Linked DNA regions of Sus scrofa: region 1 is linked to region 2. A link is a contact called in public HiChIP or PLAC-seq data. All regions are on one chromosome and are shown on one strand. Each heading gives the region's core, a stretch centred on a gene start, on an enhancer-like site or on the middle of the called end of the contact. The rest is flanking DNA. Distances are from core to core; before and after follow the strand shown. Region 1 overlaps RAB12 (ras-related protein Rab-12). Region 2 overlaps RAB31 (ras-related protein Rab-31).

Region 1 (4,414 bases), core at 1-2,500, 910 kb before region 2:
TTTCAGATTTAGCCACTGGATATTTCTCTGTGTTAGTGATGACATTAATCTCCCTAAAACTGGATAGTCTTCATTTTAGCTAAACAGATTCTTAATCCTGTTCACTGTTGGTTCATCTTTGCTTTGCTTGGTTCTGTTGGAATTAGTAGTATCTGTACAATCACATTGTGGTAGCACTACCACTTACCTCTGATGTTGACTATTAATGCCCTTTCCTTTTATGTTTATAAATTAGACTTCGTGGTTTGCAAAATAACCCTAGTGCAGGACTGCTAAAGTTGGGAAGTTCAAATTGGTTGGGAAAGAGTGCCTCACAATTTCAGGCTCAGAACAGCACTTAGCAGCGAAAATCGCCAAATCACCTAATCAAAACAAAAATTATTCTGGCAGTTTCAAGGGATTCTTTTTTTTTTTCTTCTTCTTCTTCTTTTTCCTTTATAGGGATGCACTCGCAGCATATGGAAGTTCCCAGGCTAGGGGCTGAATCGGAGCTATAGCTGCTGGCATATGCCACAGCCACAGCAATGTGGGATCCGAGCTGCGTCTGTGACCTGCAGCACAGCTCATGGCAATGTCGGATCCCCGACCCACTGAGCGAGCCAGGGATGAAACCTGCATCTTCATGGATACTAGTTGGATTCGTTACCACTGCGCCACAACAGAAACCCCTCAAGGGATTTTTTAGTTGACCTGAAGCAGAGTTCACAAAATAAGTGTCATCCACCAATTCTTTTTTTTTTTTTTTTTTTTTGGCCACGTCTACAGCATGCAGAAGTTCTTGGGCCAGGGATCAAACCTCTGCCACAGCAGTGACAACACTGAGTCCTTAACTGCTAGACCTTAACTGCTAGGCCATCTGACAATTCTTTTCAATAAAATGTAGCAGCCACTGTGATAGGTTTTATAAAAGTTGCAGCTCCCTTAAATAAAACCAAATTCTCAAAAAAAAAACCCAAATTCAGAGGAACTGGAAACAAAGTATAAAACACAATAGTAGTCGTGACACAGTATGAATTTGATTTGTAAATGGGCCCTGACTGTTTGCTGATTTCTGGAAGGAGGGGTTTTGTCCTTGAGCTGTGCCTTTTTAAAATTGGAGCAGAGCCCATGCGTCCAGGCTGGTTTCCGGGCCTTGTGGAATAAATACCGCGTTAGGCAGGCTCTTCCTTGTGGTTGAGTCATGAAGGCTTCTGTTTGGGGATGTTGGTCGTGTACAGACATGCTTCCTGTTTCAGGGCTGCTGGAGAGCGTCATCGAGTGGGAAAAGCACAGCTGTTGCAGAACTGAAAGTGAAATTGCCTTAACCAGCGTTGGCCCTGACCTTTGAAATCACGGCTGGGTGGGAGATTAAGAACTGAAGTGCAGTAGCCTCTTCTCCAGCTGTGACACATTCCTGCCACTTCTTTTTCTTGTCCAACCTGGGGTGGCTGCCCCCGCTCCCACCAGGGTTGTAAACATGGCCTTTGGTTGCATTGGTGTCTGCAGTGGGTTGCTAATTATAAAAGTCACATGTCCTACGCTTCACCTCAAGAGCATCATCTGACTTGGATGAGTTACATCGGCCGGCAGAGGGGGGCCTGGGAGCCGGTCCTTGTGCATCACTGGCCACCGTGGCCTCTCCCTGCCTGCTGGAGGTGGGGCAGCATGGGGAGCCCGGGTCCAAGAAGCAGTCGGGAAGCAGTGCTTGCAGAGACTGTGTCTCCAATTCCCAAACATAGCTGGCATCCCTTTGGTTTATTTTTCTTAGTTGTGAAAATTGTGTCAAAAATACTATTTTGAAACCTCAAGTTTTCTGTAACTGAGAAGTATGTAAGATAACATCTGAAGAGAAATTGGGTATAAAAAATCATCTCAGGGAGTTTCCACTGGCACAGCAGGTTAAGGATGTGGTGTAGGTCACAGCTGTGGCTTGGATTCAGTCTCTGGCCCAGAAACTTCCATATGCCTTAGCCAGGGGGAAAAAAAAAGTCATCTTAAGCTTTAAGGGCTGAATTGGATGTGATACATGATGGTTTGCTTGCTTTTAATTAAAAATTGAAATTAATTTATATGAGTAAATTATTTTAAAATATTTCCTCTTCCACGCTATTGACAACATGATAAAGTCACTTTTTGTGAATGCTAAAATAATTAATACAGTAATTTCTAGATTGAGACTAAGGCTATTTGAAATCAAGATTGAGTTTCCTGTGTTCTATGTAAGAATTTTCCCCAAGATAACGATATGCTTTTAAAGCCTTTCATTTGTTTAGTCATTATTAGTAGTAAATTATTTTTTTTATTTTTTTTTTTGTCTTTTCTAGGGCCGCACCCGCAGCATATGGAGGATCCCAGGCTAGGGGTCTAATCAGAGCTGTAGCCGCTGGCCAACACCACAGCCACAGCAACGCGGGATCCGAGCTGCATCTGCGACCTACACCACAGCTCACGGCAATGCTGGATCCTTAATCCACTGAGCAAGGCCAGGGATCGAACCCGAACCTCATGGTTCCTAGTCAGATTCGTTAACCACTGTGCCACGACAGGAACTCCAAGTAGTAATTTTTAAATGGGTGTGTTTTTTGTGTGTGGTTTTTTTGTTTGTTTGGTTGTTTTTTAATATTTTTTTTTTGGCCACCCCCAAGGCATATGAGTTCCCGGGCCAGGGGTCTGACCGAGCTATAGTTGCATCTTAAGCCACAGCTGTGGCAACACCGGATCCCTAACCCACTGTTGGGGTCAGGGATCAAACTTGGGTCCCAACGCTCACATGATCGGTTGCACCACAGCGGGAACTCCTTAAAATGGTTGTTTATGCTACACCTGTGGTATAATAAAGTCTTACAGGAACAGCACACTCTGCCTGGAGAGTTCAGGGTAAACCCTGGTGTAGGTGACTCCGTGGAAGCGCAGAGCTACTGCGATGTCCCCGATATCGGCGAACTTCTGCTTTCTCCTTTTGCATTTAGTGATAGCAGGGGTTTTTTTTGTTTGTTTTCCTGATCATGGTATAAAAATGTACACAGAGGATTATTTTAGGACAGATTGCATTGTGACTGATTTTGCTTCTTTTTCATCTGTTTTATTTACAGGTGTTGACTTTAAAATCAAAACTGTAGAGCTTAGAGGAAAGAAAATTAGGTTACAGATCTGGTAAGTGGGGGCTCTGTGCCCAGTTGCTGTCATGTCTGTTTAACCATCCACATGCTTGTCTAATGAATTAACTGTCTGAGCTGGTGCGTCTCTCCTGCGTTTCCTCTCCTCCCATCCTGTTCAGATAAAATGAACAGAGCTTCCTTCACAAGAGAATTTAGAAAAGAGTCTGCTTGCGTCACACCCTGTTTGGGCCCGGGAGCTGTGGAGAGGGGTTAATTTCATGACACTTTCCTGGGAGCTGGTTTGGAGACCTTAGTCTTTAGTTTCGATCATTGGACAAAACTGTCATCACGAAAGCAATTGATTTGCACAAATGCTCTTCATGTTTTTAACGTTACTCTGCGAGCAGACAGGGAAGCCCCCGTGGACAGTGTCCATGTGGCTGCAGCTGTGGCCTTAGGGACAGGACTGTCCCTGCCCATCAGGAACGTGTGAGAGACTAAACCGGCTGGGCTCTGGCAGCCCGCAGGGGGTCCGGGGCCCTCTGGAGGAGGGGTGGGGTCCTGAGGATGGCCTCTGTCCCTAACACCCATAGTGCAGTGCACTCAGCTACTAACTCCTCTCGGCAGGTCGGCCTCAGCTCTCAGTGTGTGTCCACCGTGTGTGTGTGTGCTTTCATCTGCCTTCATTGCTGCCCGTCTGTGGCGTCATCGGTCACCTAACGCTTGGTGTCAGTGCCATGCCTTCATGCCTCATCCGTGTCCCTGTTGGTGCCTCTGCCACCGGCCGTGTCAGGTAACACCTTCATTGGTCATCGCTGACTGTTTAGCCCACCTGAAGGATGTAGGGGCTGTTGGTTGCTTTTTGTCTAGTATTTATGTTTTTCATACTTTTGTCTCGGCTTGATTATGAAATGTTTACGGTCTTGCCTAAATACTCTATAACAAAAAATGGACATTTCTAATTCTTTTAACCCATGATTGGAAGAGTGGCACGCTGCGCTGTGTGCGTGGCTGCCCAGTTTTTGTGCCCTGGAAGTGACAGCAAAGTGTCGTTCACGTGAGCTGCAATTTCTAACTCTAAGCTCTTTAAGGTCAAGACCATCTTTGAGGGAGTTCCCATCGTGGCTCAGTGGAAACGAATCTGACTAGTATCCATGAGGATGTGGGTTTGATCCCTGGCTTTGTTCAGTGGGTTAAGGCTCCAGCGTTGCCATGAGCTGTGGTGTAGGTTGCAGACATGGCTTGGATCTGGCATTGCTGTGGCTGTGGTATAGGCTGGTGGCTACAGCTCCACCCATAGCCTGGAAACCTCCATATGCCACGAGTTTGGCCCTAAA
Region 2 (3,990 bases), core at 1,013-3,512:
AATGCTGCTGTGTTCAGGAGGATGAATATGTCTTTTTGAGTTACTGTTTTTGTTTTCTTTGGATAAATATCCAGAAGAGGAATTGCTGGGTCATATGGTAGCAATATGGTAGCCCTATTTTTATTTTTTTTAGGAACTTCCATACTATTTTTCACAGTGGCTGCACCAATTTACATTCCCACCAAGAGTGTATGAGGGTTCCCTTTTCTCCATATCTTCATCGACACTTGTTATTTCTTGTCTTTTTGATAATAGTGTGAGGTGATGTCTCCTTGTGGTTTTGATTCGCATTTCCCTGATGCTAGCAATGTTGGGCATCTTTCCATAAGCAGGTCATAAAAGTACATTCCTATGTATGGAATCACCTCCCTCCCCAAGCCCACCCCAATGCTGGATGTGATCAGTCTTTTTAATTCTTAATGAATTAATAAATACCCCATTTTGTTTTCATTCCTTTTATGATAATTAAGCAGGTTTTAAAATATTTATTGGCAGTTTATAACTCTGCTCTGTGATTTATCTCTCTGTTGGTATCTTTTGTTTACTTTTCTCTTGAGCTGAGTTATCTTGTCTTTCAAAACCCCTCTATGATATATTCTTCAAATATATTCAAATATATTTAAAGAGATTGTCTTCAAAATATACATACAGTCTGCATGTATCCTCAGGATAAGTATCCATCCTGCTTGGGGATAAATGACTCTAACGACCCACACCACTTGTTCTTCACCTTTGGAAGGACGCTCAGCTGTCCTACCACTTGTTGGGAGTTTGCAGGATGTCAGTATCCAGGCCCAAGGGTGGGTCCAAGGGACCCTGCGCTGTCTTCCTCCCTAGAGGCTCAGCCAGGGTCTTGTGATCTGTGCCATCTCCTCTTTTCCTTCCCTCGGTAAATGTCCTATCGCTGTATCCTTCTACTGAAATTGCTCTGGATCCATCATCCTTAGATGAGTGATGAGCAGTACAGAAAAGAAAATTCCTAGTAGCATTGGAAATAACATTTATTTTTGGTTTTTCCCAGCAGCGAACTTCATGTTCTGTAAACCACAAGGGTATGTGCCTGAGTTCCCGTTGTGGTGCAGTGGCTCAAGTTGCTGCTGAGGCTTGAATTCAATCCCTGGCCCCTTGCAGTGGCTTAAAGGATCCAGTGTTGGAGTTCCCATCGCGGCTCAGCGGTTAACGAATCTGACTAGTATCTATGAAGGATGAGGGTTCGATCCCTGGCCTTGCTCAGTGGGTTAAGGATCCAGCATTCCTGTGAGCTGTGGTGTAGATTGCAGACGCGGCTCAGATCCCATGTTGCTATGGCTCTGGCATAGACCGGAGGCTGCAGCTCCGATTGGACCCCTAGCCTGGGAACCTCCATATGCCACGGGTGTGGCCCTAAAAAGACAAAAAAAAAAAAAAAAAAAAAAAAAAAAAAAAGGGATCCAGTGTTGCTGCAGCTGTGGTGTAGGTCACAGCTGTGGCTCAGATTCAGTCCCTGACACAGGTACTTCTATATGCTGCAGAGGCGGCCATAAAAAAGTGGAGGATATGTACCCTTGAGGAGAAAAATTTATTATTTGATATGAATCCTGGGGAGATTCCGGGGGGTATCCAGGGAGCCAATAAGGCTGATGTAGGATAATAATTGTATGTTGAATTTGGGAATGCGTGAAATATGTTCCCTTTGACCTAAAAGTATTCACCGTTCCTCAACAGTTCCACTCGCTGGCTCCCATGTACTATCGAGGCTCTGCGGCGGCTGTCATAGTGTACGACATCACCAAACAGGTAAGGGTTTAGAGGCCGTGGGAGGGGGTCCTCTGTCTCACTGCCTGAGTCCTTCCCGCAGGGGCGTAACGAGCACCATGTGTCTCTCCAGTTTGTCTCATCTCTATGTAGCAAAGCATTTCACATTTCTCTGCTCAATTAAATAAACAATAACGATCATTCGTTTTTCAAATTGCCTGACTGTAGAGGCAAGCTCATGCCTGCTCATTCTGTTCTCCAGAATGTCCGCTTTTTGGAAAAGGGAAGTTATTTTTAAGTTTTGGCATGTGTTGTAATTATAGCTACTTATTTTCTGTTTGTGTTTCAATCATATAACTTCTGACTGTCAGGATGATGTTGATGTATGTGTAGCATGTGTGTGCATATGAGAGGAAGGTAGGGTAGTTACTGCTTTAAGCATCCAGGATACCCATGGACAAATAATGCCAGCAGTCTGCCAGCCCTTCCCCCGCTCCTGGGGTGCTGACTCAGTGTTCACTGCTTTAATGACTCACTGCCGTGACCACCCATGAGCTCCTGACCACTGTCTCCTCAATGGAGTGGCCACCTTGACTGTGTCCTGGAGGTCAATTGTGAGTGAGGACCGGATAGGAAAACAGGACTCTAGTGTGTGTGTGTGTGTGTGTAAATATACATATTTTTCTTTTTCTTTTAGATCAAGCACAAGCATTATTTTAGTCCTGTGACTTAGTCCTTATTCATGTTGAGTCAAGGCTATAATTTAAAGTTAAATGTTATTTATAGAAGAAAATGACTAATATGATTATCTTAACTTCATCGAGTTTCCCTTTTAGAAAATGAACCTTGTACAGGCTATGTAAGTATAAATTAGCTAGTATTAAGTTTCGTGCCAAGATTGGGATAGTATGTTAATCTTTGTGTGCCTCCTGAAAATATGCTTCCTTATTAAATTATGTTGTGTTTGTTACTTCTCTGTAGTTAAAATATGTGGCTGAGTCTTTCCCAAGATTGATATACACTTTTGGTTTAGGATTCATTTCACACCTTGAAGAAATGGGTGAAAGAGCTGAAAGAACACGGCCCAGAAAACATTGTAATGGCTATTGCTGGAAACAAGTGTGACCTCTCAGATATTAGGTAAGATGCATTTAAATGTTTGTGTGGTGAATGTCCCCCACCCCTGAATGTTTATGAGGTTAAATGAGTCTGATCTCAGAGTCAGAAGGTAATCAATGGCATTCACTTCCACTGGTCAAGGTGGTATTTGTTCAACCAGAGTAGAATTAAGGGAAAATAATAAGGAGGAATTCCTGTTGTGGTTAAGAACCCAGCATAGTGTCCGTGAGGATTCTGGTTAGATCCCCAGCCTCACTCAGTGGGTTAAGGAACTGGCGTTGCCACAAGCTGAGGTGTAGGTCACAGATACGACTTGGATCTGATGTTGCTGTGGCTGTGGTGTAGGCTGGCAGCTGCAGCTCTGATTCCACCCCTAGCCTGGGAATGTCCATATGCTGCAGGTGCAGCCCTTAAAACAAAACAAAGGGAAAATAGGGAAATGCAGAACTGGGGAAGCACCCAGTAGTGAATATTGAAGTCAGATCTTCTATATAGAGCACAGGTCCATCCTGACTCTAGATATCTTTGGGCTAAATGGTATTATTATTTGTATTGTTACCTTTTCTGTTATATTTTGTCATTATTACTACTGGTGCCACTTTAGTAACATTTTTGTATGGGAAGGAGTGTTAGAATTCTATACATTTTCCATAGCATCCCTGTTTGCTTTAGTTCTGATTGTAACTTAAGGAGGCAGCCACGTCTATAAACTCTGTCTTGTTCTGAGATCTGAACCTGATGCACACTATAAGGGAGCACCTCAGCTTTCCCCAGAGACACTGAATGTTGAACTTCTGCCTGCAGAGAGGTTTGCAGGGCTTGGTCCTTGTAGACTAGAGTTTTGATGATAGCTTTGCCTAGCCTGATAAGCTATTTCTACTAGGTAAAACTGAAATAAAAAAGGAAACATTGAATTTGCCTTGTCTGCATCCCCTGGTTCGTTTAGTTGTCAGCAATTTAAGAAGTTGCTTTTCAGGTTTTAATTATCCCAGCATGATTAAACCAAAGTTTAATGAACAATGAAAACAGATCTTGCAAAAGCTCTGAGGATGGCCTTGGACAAACCACTCTGTTTCCTTGGAGTTTCAAAAGCTTTATATCACATTGCATCAGGTTGGTTTGTAATACCAGCCATAA

What was found. HiChIP or PLAC-seq counts read pairs in DNA pulled down with a chosen protein or histone mark.
Region 1: a contact with region 2 is called in an H3K27ac HiChIP or PLAC-seq map of alveolar macrophages. The contact joins two enhancer-like sites. A contact is called at or near these places in 2 of 2 datasets of contacts at active chromatin or transcription factors (alveolar macrophages and skeletal muscle).

Annotation. Positions count from the first base shown.
Region 1 is chr6:99,227,952-99,232,365 of Sscrofa11.1, reverse strand. RAB12 (ras-related protein Rab-12) reads left to right here. Exons shown (of 6, transcript XM_021096067.1): 2 at 3,072-3,132. Among named protein-coding and RNA genes, the nearest start is that of RAB12, 14 kb to the left of the region's middle. Within about 2 kb of position 1,250, at least 54 of the 83 cell types and tissues checked have an H3K27ac peak or open chromatin away from gene starts, as enhancers often do. A contact at or near this core is called in alveolar macrophages and skeletal muscle, where this site is marked.
Region 2 is chr6:98,319,288-98,323,277 of Sscrofa11.1, reverse strand. It overlaps RAB31 (ras-related protein Rab-31), which reads left to right. Exons shown (of 7, transcript XM_021096057.1): 4 at 1,705-1,776; 5 at 2,768-2,874. Among named protein-coding and RNA genes, the nearest start is that of TXNDC2, 45 kb to the right of the region's middle. Within about 2 kb of position 2,262, at least 10 of the 83 cell types and tissues checked have an H3K27ac peak or open chromatin away from gene starts, as enhancers often do. A contact at or near this core is called in alveolar macrophages and skeletal muscle, where this site is marked.